Linked DNA regions of Gossypium arboreum: regions 1 and 3 are each linked to region 2. Evidence: chromatin contacts called from public Hi-C data. All regions are on one chromosome and are shown on one strand. Each heading gives the region's core, a stretch centred on a gene start, on an enhancer-like site or on the middle of the called end of the contact. The rest is flanking DNA. Distances are from core to core; before and after follow the strand shown.

Evidence for each region. A called contact is a pair of places that touch in the nucleus more often than the background predicts.
Region 1: a contact with region 2 is called in a Hi-C map of leaf, with 3 times the contacts expected there. The contact joins the promoter of LOC108465033 here to the promoter of LOC108479910 in region 2. A contact is called at or near these places in 2 of 5 Hi-C or Micro-C datasets (both in leaf).
Region 3: a Hi-C map of leaf shows a contact between it and region 2, with 5 times the contacts expected there. The contact joins the promoter of LOC108465026 here to the promoter of LOC108479910 in region 2. A contact is called at or near these places in 2 of 5 Hi-C or Micro-C datasets (both in leaf).

The regions. Positions count from the first base shown.
Region 1 is chr11:28,217,038-28,220,386 of ASM2569848v2, forward strand. It overlaps LOC108465033 (probable protein phosphatase 2C 80), which reads left to right and starts at 2,076. Exons shown (of 6, transcript XM_053020883.1): 1 at 2,076-2,549; 2 at 3,151-3,349. The coding sequence starts at 3,296. It also overlaps the pseudogene LOC108465025.
Region 2 is chr11:28,078,903-28,082,578 of ASM2569848v2, forward strand. LOC108479910 reads right to left here and starts at 2,017. Exons shown (of 14, transcript XR_008274475.1): 1 at 1,296-2,017; 2 at 1,145-1,213; 3 at 960-1,067; 4 at 668-736; 5 at 406-567; 6 at 163-210.
Region 3 is chr11:28,294,834-28,298,305 of ASM2569848v2, forward strand. It overlaps LOC108465026 (homeobox-leucine zipper protein ATHB-40-like), which reads right to left and starts at 1,557. Exons shown (of 3, transcript XM_017765327.2): 1 at 1,314-1,557; 2 at 912-1,225; 3 at 1-246. The coding sequence starts at 1,425. The coding sequence ends at 28.

The sequences.
Region 1 (3,349 bases), core at 826-3,325, 140 kb after region 2:
AGCCCTTAACATGGAGCACTTTTTCATGGTGGCTAACCATACTATGACTGTAGTGGAAACTGATGGAGAATACACAAAACCCTTCAAAACCACGTTCCTAATGCTGACTCCAGGCCAGACATACAACGTCTTGCTCAAAGCAGACCTGTCCATTGGCAAATACATGGCAATGGCCCCTTACATGCCAGCCAAAAACGTCCCCTTCTTGATGAAAACTTCTTGTGGGATTCTCCGTTATGCATCACCCACAGTGAAAGTAGACAAATTAGCTCAGAAGTCACGTGTGAAACGTCGATGACACCTCTTGAACCAATCATACCTAATGTAAATGACACTGCATCGGTTCAAGCATTCTCGGACCAAGTCAAAAGGCTATACCCAAACCACCAATGGTCCCCTGTTGATGTTCCTTTGACAATCGACAATTGGACTCAACGCGTTCAGCTGCGACGCACCTGACTCTGATAGATGCCAGGGGCCTGATGGGGGAATCTTTGCGGCTTCAGTCAACAATGTAACTTTTCGAAGACCAATGGTGTCTCTTCTGAATGCTTATTACAATAATTTACAAGGATATTATAGTACGGATTTCCCTGATAAACCAGAAAAGATGTATGATTTTGTAAATGGGGCTCCCAATAACATTAGTGTCGATACACAATCCGCAATAGGGACTCAAGTTAGTATCTTGGAACATGGTTGGGCAGTTCAAGTCATATTTCAAGACACTGGCACAGTAGGAACTGAGAAGCATCCCATACACCTTCACGGCTTTAGCTTCTACTTGTTGGGCACTGGTCTTGGCAACTATAACTCCACCACTGCACTTCTTAACTTGTACAATCCTTCCTCCCTATAGGAACACAGTGGGTGTGCCAGAAGGCAGATGGGCAGTCATTCGATTCAGAGCTGATAATCCAGGTGAATTTCATAGCTAAAAACCATAAAATTTTTCATTCAGTTTTGTTTTTATTTTGTCACCTTGATTACTTTATTAACTGTAATGAATAATTCAGGAATGAGGTTCATGCATTGCCATCTGGAAGTGCACACAACATGGGGACTGTCAATGGCTTTTCTAGTGAAGAATGGGAAAGGCAAAATGCAGAATTTGCCACCTCCACCTCCTGATCTTCCACTCTGCTGATCTGTAAATTTGTGCTGGGTTTTCCCTTTCGTACCATTTATCCCATTTTATTTTTATGTTTGCTAGTACGTAGACTATTGCCCAAGTTATATGAAAATAATGGATTTGTTTGGTTATTTGTTGAACTCAAGTAATGTAATTCCAAGAATAGTTCGACTTTTGTAAACCGTAATGGTTTATTGGGCTTCAGGACCATATAGACAACGAATAAGATGTTTAACTGGGTGTTTTCCCTTTTCTTTCCTATTTGGGCCAAATAATCCATTAATGGGCTCCATTGATTTTGGAGCATTTTTTTTACCATTTCTTATAGCCTTTAGCATTACGCAAAAAGAAAAAAAAAAAGAAGAAGAAGCTTTTAGCATTACTCAACTGATTAATTGATTGATGTAGCCCTTTTTATTAGTATCATTTAATTGATTTTTTTTTAGAAAGAAATTTTGATATCCAATAGCTAAAACTTATATCTAGGTAGAGACAAAACTTTTGGATGAGGCGACTCCACCACCACAACCTTGCTGTACCCCAAACCTAAAAAAAGAACGGACCTCGTCGCTCTTCAACTCCCCGCTTCGCTAACCCTCCATTTGTTTATTGCACCCACCCGTCCACGCCCCACCTTTGCTTAATCTATATTATAAAAATAGTCAGTCACCAACCTCCCACTGACCGTCACCTCATATCTCACACTCTTGTTGTGGGTTCCAATTTTTCTATAATAAATAAAATACCATCAAAATATAAATATAAGTTGAAGTAATTATAAATATTAAAGTATTAAAATAGATAGTTAAAAGTTAATTATAATACAAAATCAAACTATTACATTATAAGTAGGTTAGAAATTAATACAATTTAATCTAAAATTAATAAACTGAGCAAAACTAAAACTCACTTATTAACAACTGCACTTGAAGAGTTGAAAACTTACACAAAAAATTAAGCATGCAAGTATAGAACATAGTTACTCACAACTTTCATATATTTTTTCTATATAAAATTAATCATTTCTTATAACTTATGAACCATAATTTAATTATGGTATTAATATTTTCTATTAAATCTATTTTTTTTTCTATTAAATCTAGGTGGAAGAACTTGAAATAAATACATTTAAGTCCTAAGAATAGAGGGTTGGGTTGGGTACGTGTCCAAGAATGTATCACGTGTTTATCCTCAATACAGCGCTTGCCCTGAAAAAGTGAAACATCCGCAGCATCCGCAGAGCCGAAGGGAGAGGGAGAGAGGGAGAGGGAGAGGCAGCGAAGAAGCTCCGGAGATCGTCGATTCTCGTTTAGGTCTTTCTTCGGAGCTTCTTTCTTCTTTCTTTCTCTTTGCTTTCTTTCCTTTTTGTCTCTAACATTCAGGTGTCGAATAATACCAGATTAAGCCGCTTCAACAGGTTCTTTTTTTTTCTTTCATTATCAAGTTCTGCATTTTATTTGGCTATTGTCTGTAGTTTGTAGGTAGTTGTTGAGAGTTCTAGTTTTTGTGAATTATATTTCTCAGCATTTAGATTCTTTAAATTACCTACGTTTTTTTTTTCTTCTTTTTTGATGATTAAAAATTTAAAATTATCCATGTGTTTTTGTCATTGATGTATGCAGAATTCATATGTTTTCTTTTTATTGTATGCCAGAAATATTTAACTTTAAAAAGGCATTTGTACACTTAAGCTATGTTTTGGTTACTCGTTTCTTCTAATGCTCAAAAGTTGCTAAGAAAAGAATAAAAAACAATGTATCCAAAACCATTTTTCATGAGTAATATTATTATTTTTGTTAAAATCCAGTTAATATATTATTATTATTTTTTGATCTAAATGCAATTTGAATAATTCTTGAGCCATGTGAGTAGCTTAAGTGATTTCAACTCTTCCCATTCTTTCCTTTTTGTTGTTGAATTTTGTGAGCTTATGCATCTTTGCTACGCTCCTAAAGCCCAAACCTTAATGTACATAATACATATAATATAATATACCTCTATTTTGTCTGCTATTTCAGGTATTGAGACAAATATGCTTCCTTAGAGGAAATTGCTGGTAGGTGGTTACACGCGTGTCAACGTATAGCCTTTTGTTTGCAATACAAGGTCTGGTATTCTCTCAAACGGTGGTTGAATTAAGGGAACTTGATATAAGGGTTAAAGATGCCAGCAGTTGTGTTTTCTAAGCTAAAACCTGTTGTATTTACTGGTTTTCAA
Region 2 (3,676 bases), core at 767-3,266:
ACACAAGAGACTACAAGTTGGTGAAAATTTAGCAAGCAGTAACAGTATCCTACAATTACAAGCCATGCCATTTTAGTTGCTCGTGTATCAAAGTAAATTTAATATACAATTGAAAATACTTTCATGCTGAACAAAAAGAAAGTTTAAAATAGCAAGTGACACCTCTTTATCTTCTGCCTTTTGCTCAGTTGAGGACTGCACTTTCTGGTTCTGCATCAAAGTAAAACTTGAAAATCATGTATACAATTAATATGCAAAAAAAGGCAACTACAGAGGTTAAACTAAAAAAGAGATTTCCCAGTAGAAATTGCTCAAGGATCCAAAAGCAAGGTTCGTTTTGGACACATATTCTGAACCTTAAATTCAAAAATTTCATAACAGTATATCCCAATAATCAGTAATTACCTGCTTGGCTGATGGACCAGCTGCTTTCCCATCGTTAGGTTCTACTTTAACAGTAACTTCTGCTTCAGCAGCCACTGTGTCCTTTCTTTTTGAGACACCAGACTTGAGATGTGCCAATGATGGTCGGAGCTGAACAACTGCATGAATAGGATTTAAGTGCAACTGCACCATAAAAATGACCTTAGAACAACAACATCCATCAAGGGAAAAAAATATTATATAGCTAATCTCAAACAAGCTCATAGACAATAGATGCACACACCTTATCGCCCATTAAAACTCCAACAGCATAGCCAGATGGACGTGGTGGCAGCCATGAAGAAGATAAGGTCTAAAAAGAAATGAGGATACATAATTAGGTTATGCAGCTAAATTTATTTGGAAAAGACATTATGTAAAAAGAAAATGCGACAATGCAACTTATCAACAAATGCAGTAGCAGTATGTAAAAAATTTATCAATGCAAAGCACTCGGAACATGTTTCCGGGGAAAAATACAATACCTATAAATATATAGATTGAAATTTGATTAAATTGTAATATCAGAGCCAAACCTGCTTCGTCATCTTCAATTTGTTTGCAGATTCACTGTCATAATTATTCGAATCAATATCAACAGACATGTCAATTTCCACTTCCCCACTATCAGGTTTCACCCGTACCTACAAAATAACTAAAGAATAAGATTGATTCATACAAAGAAAAAGAAAAAGAAATTGAAGGGAAAAAACAGACGAACCTCCTTGCATCGTTCATCCAATTCGTATGGTCGCCAGCAAGGCCTTAGAGGATATTGCAAAACATATAACTGCAATTTTATTCCAAAAGGGGGAAAAACAATAAGCAAAACTGAAAATTAAACAATAAAGGAAATAGAAAAATGCAATCACCTGAGCGTCGGCGTCAATTGAAGGAGTGAAGAAGACGTCGATTTCGCGAACAACCATATCTTCTTCTTCTCCTTGATCTTCTTCTCTGTTGGCTTCAGTCAAGATCTCATCTTCTTTAGTGTCCTCATCAATCTCCATCTTCACCGCGCCATTTGATATCGATTGTTCGGCTTTCGGTTCAGCAACCATCGGCGGCTTGACATCTTCTTCATCGTTTTCTTTCTTTTTGGAAACTGCTTCCACAGGTGGTGGTTGGAGCTTGGGCGCGGAGTCTTGAGGCTCTTGTTTGGATGAGGGTTCAGGTTTTGGCTTAGAGGTGGGTTTGAGTTTGGGTGCGAATTTGGAAGATTTGGGTGCGAATTTGGAAGATTTGGGCGCGAATTTGGTGGTTCGAGTATTGGCCTGACTTGAACTGTCGAGCTCTCCCAAATCATCCAGGTCCATTTTCGACGTTTTGTTATCAGTGTTAATCCAGTTACCGGCTAGGGTTTCCACCGATTAGGGCTTGAAGTTTTGCAGCTTTTGAGTGTGGAGAAAGATTCTTATAAAAGGCTTCAGTGAATATTCGACAAAAGATATGACCAAGATTTTAAATTTAAGAACGGTTTAAGTAGGAATTAAAGTAGCGGTTCTTACTTAAGGTTATTGGAATATCATTATTTGCACCTCTAAATTAACTCACCGAGTCAAGCTCCATAAACTTAAACTGAATGATAAACTTAACAATAATTCAATAAAAAATAATTGGTGCAAGGTACATAAACTTGGACTAATTCATAAATTTAGTTGAATTAGATAATGACTAAATATAAATCATATTGTTTTAAAAGTTTTTTCTTAACCTTTTACATCTTTTGCATATAAAAATATAAAAAATTATACACCATAAAAATTGAACTTTTTTCAATTTTTTTAACTATTTCATTCAAAATTTCATTTATTTTTTATATTCATTTTAATAAATATAGTTGCTATATAATTTTATTGTCAAATTTAATAAATTTTTATATAAAATTTAATTGAGTTAATATTGCGAATTAACTAAAATCAACTCAATTGAAAAAATTTAAATAGAAAAATATATATAAAAGATTATTTACCTTTTCCAATATTTTTCTTTTCAAAATGTTAGTTTAATCATTAGTGTTTATTATTATTATTATTATTATTATTGTTATTATAATTATACATATATGTGATATAAAAATTATTCGAACTCAAGTTATATAAGAAAGGTGAAGACTAGATTAATAGGTCATAATTTGGGCTCTATATTTTTTTCTTTTATGAACATCACGTAATCTAAACATTATATTTTGTTACACTTATAATGTGAGTAAAAGAAAAACGTAATATTAAATTATGTTTATAAAAAAATTGAGTTATAGATAAAATGATAAAGCGTGTATAAATAAACCTTTTTACACTTTCGATTTTTTAGAAGAGCTTAAGTTCAATTTTTAAATGTTTTATTTAAATATTTTATATTAAAATAGCAAAAGACAAATAGTCTTTATATTAATATTCATTACTTTATTAAAATGATTTTTAAATAATTTCTCATTGAATTGATGTATTCTTTTCTTCTATATCTATATGAATGAATATTATTAAATTCCAATCCATTATTGATACCTCAAGGAAAATCTTGAATTGGAACTTAAATTGACGAGCTAATGTAAGCTTATCCATGTAGTTATGCACCCTTCAAATAGGAATTAAATTTCTGAAAGATCTTGACTTTCTCGTTTTGGTGAGTCTTTAAGGTCCTTATGACGATCTATGTTGTGTTGAAACGATATCTATATGATCCAATCGATTGTGTAAAACCTGTGCTAACAACGAAATCAGAAAAAGTATATGAAAAAGATAGTTGACTCGTGATATTAACTCAATCATAAATATTTTATATAACATAGATATATAATATTTTTAGTTTAGTTTAGCTTTTACAAATCATCAATTTCACTAATCAAATTTTAATATTTAAATCAATTAAATTAAATTTTCACATATAAAATGTGCATAACTTATGTGAGATTTATAGATTTGACTCTATTTTATTACTTTGTTTTATCCATTAATATTCAATTTATGTTTAATCACAATCCACAATGAGTCTTAGGCATTTAAATTATGATCACCATATATTGGATATTAATGAATTTGAAAGTAATGAAGGCGTTCAGAATTCTGTTGAACTCAGTGAAAGTTTCCTATATGGGCTGATATATCCTCAGGCCCAACTTGTCATGTTATAACTAATTCATTAATGCTATAATGTTTCATTGAATTGGGATGAGTTTACGCATCTTCACCAAATATGACACAAGTTTTTTTTTATTTCTCCAATTTCTTTTGTTGACTTGGTGTGAATTTAT
Region 3 (3,472 bases), core at 307-2,806, 220 kb after region 2:
TACACACGCTAACTAGTGATATGATAATTACATAAAAAGATTCATCCACTCCATGCCAAGAACATAATTGTGTTCTCCAATATAGAAAACATCTTCATATCCAAATTCCCCATGGAAAACTGGATCAATGGCTTCCATTGACAGTACAGATGAGCTTGTACTTTTGCTGGAAACCCCATCTACTCGTTCCGTTAGTTGCTGGATTTCCTTCTCCGCCTCGCTAAGTTGCTCCTTAAGCTTTACCACCTATAATTGTAACCAAAGAAACAAATTTAAATTGAATGTAAAAGTGGGCTTCGGCTAAGCCCAACCCCTGCCACAAGACAGTATGGTGTATGGAAGTGGACCCTCTGTTTTTCATTGGAAAAACATTTTCAACTACTTTTTGTTGTGCAATGAGGTGGCTGTTTGTTGTTCCTTGTCAATGTTATCCCACTTTTTTTGTCCAAGAATATCGTTTCCCACTTTCTTTTAATTGAACATAAACTTATGATCTCATTAACTGATATTTTTAATAGCTTAAACCCAACAACATAAGTACATGACATGGCTTTCTTCGAGCCCTGAGCTCGTGCATGTTCTGATATTGGTGGGTCACCGTATCTTTCTTTATCAAAAAGATAAAGATCAAAGACGCTGCTACTTCCTTAATTAGTTTCATTTCCTTCCAACAAACGCCTCCTCAAGTTTGAATTATTTTTTTAATTATTTAATCTCTGAAAACATACATATTTTTTCCTGTTTGGTTCTAAGAAACCACAAGGAAATATGTCTAAAATATAAGAAAAACAAAGGGTTTGCATTTAAACATCCAAATAAACTTACAAGTGTGATTAAAACCGGATTTTTTTTTTTTCCAAGTTAAAATGATTTTCATTTGGGAAATAAAAGATATATGTATATTTACATACCTCGGATTCAAGTCGGCATTTGTCGAGAACAACAGTTTCGTGAAGAGACTTGAGCTTGCTATACTCTTCCTCCAGCTTCTTGTTCTTCCAACGAGCTCTACGATTTTGGAACCAAACAGCAACCTGACGAGGGTCAAGTCCCAGCTCTGAAGCAATCCGATCTTTCCTTTCTGACTCTAGTTTATGTTCGTTACCAAAATTAAGTTCAAGGAGAGTGACTTGTTCCTGGTTAAGCTTCCTTTTTTTAGCCACCGCACACTGGCTGTTCTCCCCTCCCTTGTTCTTCTTCCGCCGCCGTCGAGGCTTCGGTTCCCCTGCTCAACCAAAAGCCTGGCTTAATTATAAAACAATGCAAGAATAAATATGTTTGTGGTTTTAAGTCCATGCCACACTGATCAGTACCTTGGTGTGTTGCAATTTGGGTGTAAAATCCAGGGTAGATTTGGGAGATAAGAGCAATATGATCTTCATGTTCATTCATTTGGCTTGTCATCATTTCATAATCTTGGCTCATTTTCTCTTTCTTTCTAGCTTTTCGGGTGTGTTTTTTTTTTTTTTTTTCCTCTGGCTTTCACCTAAATTGAGAAATGGGTGATCCCTGAGAGAAGTAATGGATGAGTTAAGGAAGTGATGTGGTTTATTTATAGGGTTAAGAGTAGGACTAGTTAGAAGTTGTTTGTTTACCATAAGACCTTTGTTTCCAATATTGGACATCACGTTCTTATGAATAACAACAATACCATTATAGTATTACAATTTGGTACACTAGTTTGAGACAATAAGAAATACTGTCACATCTAAACTGTATCATTGAACTAGTTTGGAAAATTCTGTCAACCAAATTTGCCATCCCCACGTCCAACAAGTGGATAAAGTTAGACAACAAAACCCTAAATTTCAAAAGTTCATCGTTTTTTTTTTCACTATATAATACATGGTTTGGTTAAAGTTTTAGGATGTGATTGATTAATTGAAAATTTTAAATGTGAAAAATTATGTATTAAATTTTATTGTTAAATTTTATAAGTATTGAATTTATATCAAAAATTATTTAAAAATTAGTAAATATAAGTAAGGAATATAATTATATTGTTTGATAAAAGTAAATATTGATTTTTAAAAATTATTTATTTTAATTTTAATCTTATTAATATAATATTTTATATTATTTTAGATAATTTTAGATGAAAATAAATACGATAATTTGAATATCTTATTTAAAACTAATAATTTATTTCAATTTTTAATAAAATAAAATCAATTTAATATTTTCTACCTCAAGTAATAAGTAGCTATATATCTTCTTACCTTATTCAATACTTTTGGTTAAAATTTTATATTAAGTAAAAATTAAAATAATTACTAAATAAATTTAAAATATTAAATGTTGAAATTTTTTGTAATTTATCAAACACACCTCTATGATATTCTTTCATGTAAGTTCTGTGCATGAGATAAGGATGATATTTTTTTTAAAGTTGTAAAAGAAATAATTATCCTGATTTTAACTTAAAACCTAACATAAATCATTCTCTTAATTGTGATCTCCTTAGACAAAACTAGAATTGGTAGGCTTTCCAAATTAAGTGATAAGGGGTGATGGTGGTAAGCAAGCAAGTAATACATAATTTTGCAAGTTAATTAAAAGGGGTTTGGGGATCCCAAAGCTGGCCACTATTGAAGTCAATAAACAAAGTTGGTAAATTAGGTTTGGCCTCTGGATCTGGGCATTCTAGTCAGCCATTGTTGTCCAATTGGGAGGTATTTTCACTTATTTCCATGTGTCTGTAAAATGGTTATAACTATGAGCCAATACCCCATGACTACTTTTAACCATATCTCAATCGTGGCTCGAGAGACGAATGAAAAACATAAAGAAAAGTTATGAAAATTTGGGATTAGTTAGTACTTTCATTAAGTATTATCATTTTTTTTTCAAGGGAATTAAGAATTATTATTATTACAGATGCATCGGGGAAGCAATCTTTTCTTTTTGAAAGAATATTAAGGTTGTTGGAGAAATCTCTTAAGGTCAGAAGTAGAAGAGAGGATATGTCGTCATTGTTGACGTCTTGATTTTATAAAAAATTAGAGTTTCTAATTTTTGATTGGATAATGTTTCCTACATTTCCATCATTTCACTCTTAAGATAAACTTTTCCACTATTGGATTTTAAGCCAAAAGAATAGGGGATTGGGTTATGATTTTATAACTAAAAAACAAAGTAAATGAGGTGGAAGAGCTGCTTAAAACAACATAACATTTTTTTTTCTGATATCCACAATTTTGTAATTGAAAAATGAAATCCATTGATAAAGTGTTAAATTGTTGTGACAAAATTATAATTTACTTAAACCCCACAATTTAACTATTCATATATATTATGTTTAGGTCCAATTTTCGGCTGAAATTATGATTCACTTAGATTGTTAATCACCCTTTGGATTTAATTAGTTTTTCATGTGGTTTTGATGATAACAAAACTTGCACACTTATTTACGTGTCATGGTTAGTTCACTTGACTGATGCTTTGGGGGAATATTGGAGTGGAGACAAGGACA